Linked DNA regions of Gasterosteus aculeatus: region 2 is linked to region 1. Evidence: chromatin contacts called from public Hi-C data. All regions are on one chromosome and are shown on one strand. The core of a region is the stretch at or near the end of the contact, and the rest is flanking DNA. Distances in the headings are between cores, read along the strand shown.

Region 1 (4,281 bases), core at 1,263-3,762:
TTGTCTTTTTTTCAAGACTAGCAGCATTCTAGTCGGAGGAGCCATTGACCCAAACCTCACTGCGTAAAGGACAAAACTGTTGTCTTGATGTTGAACATCTGCAGTAAGTATAACGATACATTGAGATATTCATTTTTTGGTAATCCAACGAATATGTCACAGAAACCTGTTCGAGTGGATTAAATATTTGAAAAATGCAAAGTACCTGATGAATACATTTTTGCAGCAGTCCGAATCCACTGCCTGTAAGGTGTATAGCAGTCATTACCTCGCTGCTTATTATAGTATTGTAAGGTATTGGAAGATTGCAAGGTAAACTGTAGAGAGCAGCTTCCTTTTATATGTTTTTCTTTGTCGCTAAACACTTCCAACCCTCAGAGGTTGTGGCACAACCTCTTCTGGTTTTAATATATTATAGAAAAAATGTATTTTGCCAAACTACAGTATATCTTGCTTTTAGGGCAGCCTGTTAACTCAGCACATGACTTAAAGAATTTGTAATTTGAAATTTGTTATAAATTTGTTTATAGCTATCTATTTTTTGCAGAAAGACAAACACACATAGGCTGCTATAGAAGGCTGCTATGCAGGCTGTTATTTAAAATAAATCTAAATCGATGTTTTAACCTTTACTGTCCATTGAGTTTTTTAGTTTCATTGAATCTGATTCAAATGATAATTTGGGATTTTTCCTCCAATGGCCCCTTCAATTGCCTACCTTAAGGATAAATCAAAATTGGAATGCATCCTTCACTGTAAAGCTTCAAGTGGCCTTTGACCACTCACGCCTGAAGCTGATTTATGTGAAAGCAGACAATGCTATATTTCACATGTGCGTCCACATGATTGTTTCCCATGGCGAACCTTTATGTTATATTTGAAAGTGAGCTTATATACTGTGCAGCAATCTGTGTGTACTGTGTGTGTGTGTGTGTGTGTGTGTGTTGACTGGTTGGGGAAAGAGTTTCTGGTGCTTCACTTCCATGTTCGACAGCATGTTTGCGCGTCTCAGCTCAGAGCGTCTCTCAGCCTAATCCGTCCTTATCTCCCAGCGCGACAACACAACAAGAGGATCTCTAAAGAAGACATTTCTCTTTTTCCGCGGCGCTGAGCGCTCCAGCGATGCTGTTTAAGCGCCGCCTGCTTGTGCGCTATGTCTTTTCTCTTCTTACAAGATTCATTTGGTTTGAGCGTGCACTCACACCTGCGCATGAGTGCCTTTAACTCAGCGAGAAGAACAAGTGTGTGTGTGCTTTTGTCTGAACTTGTGCATTCCAGCTCAGGAAGCGAGTGCTGTTGTCATTCCAAAGCACCTCCAACATCAAACTCAGACTAAAGGTTGTCTGCAAGTCTTGACATTAGATAAATGCCTGGTCGGGTTGTACATACAGCTTTACCAATTCTCCAATAGGTCTCCCGGTCTCTCTCTCCCCCTCTATCTGCCAGCCTCTCTTTCTCTCTCCATCCAGGCTGATCTAATGACTCATAGGAATGCATCGAGCTGCTTGTCAGAGATCAATCATCTTCGTCAGGTCGTTCTACCGATTGTTTGAATAGCGGGCCATTAGAGAGGAGCTGTTTGGAGGTGTTTTGTGAACCTAAGCGGCTGCAAAGGTCAGCTGGAGAGAGAGAGAAAGAGGGAGGCCAGGACTGAGTGAGAAACATACAAAGAGAGAAGTGTGTGAGTGTGTGCGGGGCCGCTACGACAGCAGGAGGACGAGAGGCAACAGACAGGTGGAGGTATGCGGAGATAGAAAGACAGGCCTTGTCAGCCCCGTTGCGTGACTCTCACTGCCCTTTGTTAGTATGAATCCTTAAACAGCTAGCTGCAAGTGCAAAACCTGAGATTATTAATTCCCACGCACCGCCTGACATCCAGGCCTGATCTGAAATATGCATGTCAGAGAGTAGAAGAGAGATGGGTGGGTGCTGGAGGGGGGGTGGGATGAGAAGATAGAGCGGGTGGGAAGCGGGGAGACCAAAAAAGGGCCAATACCGGAATGGTGGCTGCCTTTTGGAAGTGGCGACAGATTCTGTTTAATGTGGCCTGTCTGTAGCCATCTAATGAGGGAACCCACCTGTGATTTTGCTTAGCGCCATGAGAGAAACCCCTGGCCGCAAACTGCTAACACAAGGTGCCGTCAACTTTTTCAAAGGTCCTTCCTCCTGAAACTGCCACGTCTTGTCTTTTGAAATGAAGTTCCGAGACGGTGTAATTTAAAGATCTTCAGTCGCTGGATATAAGACATTTTCCTCCTTTTTTTTTTTTTGGTTTCCAAAGAGATTGGGCGCGTGTAATTGTGTCTGTGTGTGTGTGTTTGTCTCTCGCTCTCTCTGCGTGTGTGACACCTTCTTTCCTTTGAAAAACAAGAAGAAGAAAAAACAGACTGGGATTTCAGCAGAAACAACAATTGATGATTAAAAGTTTTATTGCCAAGCTGTCTGCAGAGGTACAATCATAATGCTGAGGTCATTTGAACAGCAGAAAAGTTTGCTGCTCATCAGTACCGTGGCTTCAGGAAGTAAAGCGCTGTGGCATCTCATTTTAAAACAGGGGGAGGTGAGCGAAGCCGACACCAGACATAAAACCCAGATTTTATTTGTCGAGGGGGTTTCGTCTTCTGAACCTGCCGCTTTTACAGTAATCTGACCGCTGCGGTTGAAGTTGTGTTCATAAATGGGACCTGATTTAAGGCGGTTGCGTCTTGCCAGTAATTGCCGGTGTGGTGGGGACCTTTGTTGCAGACTCCTCTTATCAAAAACCTTCAGAGGGGAAAGCTGAATTAAAATCAGCTGTTTAGCGGATAATGTAAAGGCGGGTTTCCGTTACGAGGATACGGGTGTGATGAATAGTTTCAAACAAGAAGAAAGTGCAAAAAAAATGGAGAAAATCTCCTGCCCCACATAACTGCACACGACAGCCATCAAACTCAAGGCCCAAAAGTCATCATCCTTTTTTGTGGAATATGATAACAAAAAGACATGATAAATATACAGAAAGGCAATTATCTTATTTCCTCCAGCTGCTAGTTTATATTCTTGATGCTACTTTAATCTACTTTTTTTTGTTTATTCATTTTTCTCCCTCCTTTTTCATTTTTTGGTTGTTCCTTTCCCAGATCTCACAAAGCGGTCGGAGAGGAAAAGTAGGGCGCTCCCTTTGCAACCCAAGACTACGTCTCTTCATAAGGCACTGAATTATTTTGTTTTAAAAACAAACAAACAAAAAAAACGACTTTCAACCCGGGGAAGAATATTTAATTGTTTTTTGATTACTTAGGAATGGGCCATGGGAATAGGCCTTTGTAAATATTTAAACAGATTCAGCGTGATGCCATGATTTCCATTCTGCCATTAATGCTTTTACATGATTGTTGCAGTCGTCTGGGTTTGACATCCACAGTGAAAATGCTTTACTGATAATAAAGAAGACAAAATAATACAAAGAATTATTTTAATTTTTTATTCTGTGTGAGTTCAGGCGAAGGCAGTGGAATTACGTTCAGCAGTGAAGCTGCTGCACTCCAACAGTCAGCAGGAATCTCCACACAGCCAACGTGTCGAGTCCTGCAATTCTACTGCTTGCCAACAGGTGGCAGTGGCAGCAGGCAGCAGCGAACAGAAGGCTGTCACTCAGTGATTATAATTCATGATCCATTTCTATTATAGGTGGGGTGTACGGAGAGTTACAGTAATAATTATCTGTGTTAAGTGTTTCCAAGGCAACGAACATGGCTCCCCACCCCACTTTTATGTGGAGAGAAGGAATGTTTTTTTGTGTGTGTCTTTGTGTGTGTGTGTGTGAGTGCATTGCTCAACATGGTGAAATGAGGGAAGCATGGGGCCTTGCTACTGAGCTTAGAATCAGAGCCACACGCACACACACACATACACACACTCACTCACTCAGACACACAGACATAGTGACTTTGAATCATTCTCTCCCACGGCTTTTCTGTTCCTCAATAAATAAATAACCAGGAATGAAGACATCAAATTAAAAGTGAACAATATTGGAATTCTAATATTACTTCAAATCTAATAGATTTGTGCGATCGGAGGACAGCAGTATCTAAAGACATTTACTGTAAGGTCAGCTTTTTTTGCCATGTCTAACTCACCCTGCCTCTGCTCCTTGAAGGATAAATCCTGGTGGGTTTTTTCCTTCTTTTTTATGTGTCGGGGTCTATGACTCTTAAATGAGGGATTATGTTATTTCCTTAACAGAGCCTAAGGAACTTCCATTTGAATCTACATCTCTCTTAAATATATGCATTGATT
Region 2 (4,960 bases), core at 941-3,440, 350 kb after region 1:
AGATCAAGCACATTCCATTATTCTCTTATAAGATCATTAGCAAATATAATTAGATATGAAAGAAAGTAATTTGGAGAGGAGAGGGGAGAAAAGCGCTATCAGGCAGAGAAGACAGATTGTAGCATCAGAGTGTTTGGGCTTAAATTGCTCAGCGGAGGTATTATCAAGCCGGCAATCTTTTAGCCTCAGAAATACTTTTGGAGACAGAGAGCGAAAGATAGAAAGAGGCCAGTAACATTCACTTCATTGTGTTTCCCCAACTGCAATCATTCTGATTTCCTCGCTTTCTTTCTCCTTCTTCTTCTTCCTTCTGGGTCCTGGTGTTCCTCCCATCCTGTCACACGTGTCACTTCACACTAGGCCCGAGAGTTTGATACGAAACCAAAGTGACTTTATAAAAAGAAAACAAGTTGGCATGGAGTTATTACACACACCCACACAATGGAAATAAAGAACAACACATTATCACAGACAACAGGAAACAACTAACCTTTTTTACCCGCTCCTTGCTCATATTGATTCGGCTTTTGTATTATTTTTGCAACTTAAAAAACCCCAGAAATAACACACAAACTGCGCATCGCCTTGAAGTTGCTTTCTTCGTGACGAGCCTCACTCCGCCGCACGCCTCGTCTCTCTCCCTCTCTCTCTCGCTCCGCACCTGCTCTTTGTTGCACCTTAACACCACACTATGTTTGTCTAATGGGATCTGAGTCTTGGAGCCACAAATTTCCCTTTTTTCTCTTTCCCTCTCCTTCCTTTTTCTTCTACTCCTTCTTCTTTAGTGATGCTTTGAGGGGTGGTGGGATAGGAGGGTGGGAAGGGTGCAGAGAAGGGTGGGGGGAGGCAGGGTGGATGTGGATTTTTCTAGTCTTTTGTGCGAATCACAGGGAATGGTAACTATAAACATCCTGTATTCATTAAAACCATCTAAAAATAAAAATTTAGAGAGGGGGGGTGGGGTGCACTCACTTCCTTGCCGCTCCTCCTCGGTGTATACAAGCGGCCTGTGTTATGCCTGGTGTCGCTCATATTTACATATTTATAAATACCGGGCTATACAATGAGACCGTGCCGTGCCAAGAACAACGCATTCTGCTAGCGAAGGGCCCCGAGGCCTGGGAGAGCAAACAAAGGGTTCACTGAGCACCGCCGTGAGCTCCACCTTGAGCTCCACCCGGAGCTCCACCTCGAGCTCCTCTCTCAGCTTCACCATAAGCTCCATCCTGACCTCCACCCTGTGCTCCACCCTTAGCGCCACCCTGGGAGCTCTTGTGGTGACTTGTAAGGTGATGCTTTTCGAATGCATTATAATCACTTACTGCACAGTACAATGTTTTTCTAAGTGGTCATTGTTTGCTTTGAGTGAAAAATGAAAAATGTAAGCTTAAACTTTACTGTACAAAACACTATAAAAATGTGTTTCTAATTTATTAGCCGGTCTCAACTGTCTTGTAGGCAATGTCCAGTCGAGAGTCAACTGGAGACTCGCGACTGGACATTGCAACCAAAGAAATGTTCTTTTTACATCTGCCATCATTTTAACACACACCAGTAGAAAGCGGTGATGAGAAAAATACAAGCAGTATTTGGTAGAACAAGTGAAACAATTGAATAAACTTACCATCACAAATAGGAACAGATGTCGGAAGGCATTTCTATCAAATGTGTTTAGTAGAGGATTTTAAATAGTGAATAATATGTATCACATATATCCTCAATAGATCATCAATCTCTGAACATATGGTGATCCAGATCGGTTGAACTGCTCCTTTAAGTGCATGATTTCAACATCTATTAGTGACATTTAGAAAACCTTGAAGTTTAAAACAAAATGTCAGCTAAGTGTAGCTTTCGGCCCTTTTTAAAAATATTGATTAACTTTCAGAAATCTATATTTGTGAACCTTAATGGTTATCTGCTGAAGTGCTGAAACAGAGTCATTAATCTGAGCGGTACATATTCTCAGGAAACAGCTTCTACTTGGTGAGTGGTGTCTTTTGTGACGTCTCGCTATTAACATCAGGTGGTGCATCTGACACCAGGCTCTCGCACTTATTCACACACACACACACACACAGTCCGGTTCGTCCCAGCGCGGCCTACCGACACATGCTCTGAGTGCGGTGGTACGCCATTGTTCCATTTATCCATTCTGTTAAGCATGACACATGTATTACCGGTGGATGGATCCTGGAGCTGTGTGTCCTCACACCATATGTTTCTGAAGGTCCTCCTATCCCCTCCAATAAGCACCCTGTCTCTGTCTGCCACCAGGGGGCGCATGTTTTCATCGTATTAAAAGAGATCTTGAAGAACCTGGGCATGTATTGTAGACTGCACCTCCTTAGATACAATAATATTTTGCATGGCTCATTTGATGAACCAATGGCAGGCAGCTTTTTTCGGTGTGTGAGGTGCATCTGCCGTCTACCCGAATGGGAAATTAAAAACTGCAAGAGGGAAGCTATGCTAAATGTATAAAGTTGGCCAGGAAATCCCCCCCACCCTTCCCCCACCCTTCGCAATGGCAGTTGTTTGGGGAGAAGGAGCATCGTGCTTAAATAATAACATTCCAGGTGGCTTGGTTAATGAACAGTGAAAATCAAATATGGGGCCCTAATCTGGAACTCGTTATAGAAAGTTTCTTTACAGGGAAATCAAAGGGAGGAAGTGCCCTTGGGGAGAGCAAGGCACTTTTTAAAGCATCTACATTTTTTTTTTTCTAGCATTTATTTTTATTTTGGTTTATTTCTATTATGTTATTGCACATTGAATAACATGTATTCATTTATAATGGACATCAGAAGACAAGTGAGCTGTATGTGGCTTTTTTGACTATTTTCAGTGTAGAGCTCAAATGATATGCTCAGTTATATCTGACTCCACCACAAACACGTTGAATCTGAATCAGGAGGGAAAGGTCTGGTCTGAATGTGGAGGCGTGTGCTCAGATGTCTGATATGCGCAGCCTTCAGTGTCTCTTTTACTGTCTTAGCTTGCCATCTTGTGGTGACAAGTGGACATAAAATCAACCCTTTGTTAGTGAGGAATTCTAATGCAATAGTTTGATGGGGTAACACCAGTTAGAGACCAACCCTTCACATACAAAGCTCCGCTCTCACAGACGGTCGGTGTAACACTACTTTGATCTAATCACATTTGATCTCATATGTTCCACCTTTTCAATATATCAGTAGAGCAAAAACATCCCAAAAGAGCATTTGTAAACATCCTTTCACCAGACGGATCGGAGGAGAAGTACGAGGAGCACTAAAAGCAAAAACCCATATGAGACGCGCAGGAAACAGTCATTACTCAGCGCTGAACCCAAGATGTTTTATCACGTTATTAGCTCTTTATTTTCCCTCTGCTACTACGCCGCCACTTCCATCCATCTTCATATCCATTCAGTCCTGCAAAAAGAAACAAAAAATAAAAAACACAACTCAAATAAACCGGTGTTTTAATTTGGTTTTGTCAGATTCATTACGCCACTTTAAAAAAACATGACATGCAAATGTGTTCGTCCGTGTTCTATTGCAAAATAATTTTAGAATATGATGCAGAGGGAATGAAAGTGTAGAAAAAGCACCAAGGGGGAGTTGTATTATTTGCTGCGGGATCTAATTACAGTTATGTATTTCTCACTAACTCACAACTTTTTTAAACCTTCTATTAGATTTACTCACTTCCCTCCTGACCTGCTGTCACATTTCCTGTCGGACATACAGTATTAGCTGAGCTGACATAATTGTTACAAGCACGAGCTCCTCCAGTTGTCATAACCATAATGTGTAAGCGTCTCATATAGTTTCAGAAATGGGCATTCACAAAAGGAACTGTAGTACTGCTGACCTGCTGCTTATGAAAGAGGGTTTTCTTTTCTTGCTATCAGTGACTGGCTGTGACTGGGGTAGAAGTAAAAGAATAACAGAGTTGCCCAAGAATTCAGTGCAAATAAATAATAACGATGCACTTATGCACTTAAGTGTGCCGATGCCTTCGGCTTCATTTGTCCATCGGTATTTGATAATTATTAGATAATTATTATTATTAGTGGCCCATTGTACAAAGCTGACAGTCTCAAATATATCATCCATCCATCTGGCCCCACCTGACCGTATATTGCAATGCTTAGGTTGTGTGTGTGTGTGTGTGTGTGTGTGTGTGTGTGTGTGTGCATGCGTGTGTGCTGCATGGTGGTTTCAGTGTGTTGGGTCCGTGGTGCTAATCTGCCTCTTCTCTTATTCTCTCATTGGCCGTAGTGCATCTCTGGGTAGGAGAGGAGGACCAACCAATGACCCACGACCCCGCGCTGACCCACGACCTTAACCACCCTAACAACCATAACCTAGGCGACCCAGAGGGGCTGGACGCCCGCGCTGTAAACAAAGACTAACGGCACCACACCGGAGCAAGGCAGGAGGAGGAGGATGGTGATGATGAAGGCGATGAGGAGGAGGATGAAGGATGAATGAAGGAGTACACTTTAACAAAGACTTTATTTAAGATGAAAAAAAAAACACATACTACCGTCAGAGTGAAGAGAAGGCGCGAGCTATATGAAGGAAAGTGTGGGACAGTTTCCTGTTGGGGACGGAAGTGAGATTGCTTGGACACTACAGGAAGTGCGGGCTTCTTCCCTGCGCGCTCCACCTGGGGCCCGATGCCCTCTTGTCTTTGTTCTCTTCTCTCTATACAATGTTATTTTCTCCTTTTTGTTTGATGAAACTACCTGTCTGATTAGCACTTCCTGTAACCGCCACCGCAGATCTCTGATACATTCCTTAAGCTAGTAAGGTGTGTCTTTTTTTAAGAAGAAAAAAGTAGGACTGAAGTGTAGTGCTAATCGAATGCTTTCAAAGACATTTTCTCTCCTGTTGAATAAAGAAGAAGACATTATTTCACCATTTTATCGTACCTGGAATGTATTCTACCCTAGGTTAGAAACTTGACT

The links. A called contact is a pair of places that touch in the nucleus more often than the background predicts.
Region 2: a contact with region 1 is called in a Hi-C map of skeletal muscle, with 4 times the contacts expected there. The contact joins the enhancer-like site here to the promoter of LOC144385315 in region 1. A contact is called at or near these places in 2 of 6 Hi-C or Micro-C datasets (skeletal muscle and tail fin).

What each region holds. Positions count from the first base shown.
Region 1 is chr12:2,005,269-2,009,549 of fGasAcu3.hap1.1, forward strand. LOC144385315 reads left to right here and starts at 2,513. Exons shown (of 1, transcript XM_078085248.1): 1 at 2,513-4,281.
Region 2 is chr12:2,357,326-2,362,285 of fGasAcu3.hap1.1, forward strand. The region is part of intron 7 of znf536 (zinc finger protein 536); the gene reads left to right. Among protein-coding and RNA genes, the nearest start is that of LOC144385317, 170 kb to the left of the region's middle. Within about 2 kb of position 2,191, at least 3 of the 9 cell types and tissues checked have open chromatin away from gene starts, as enhancers often do.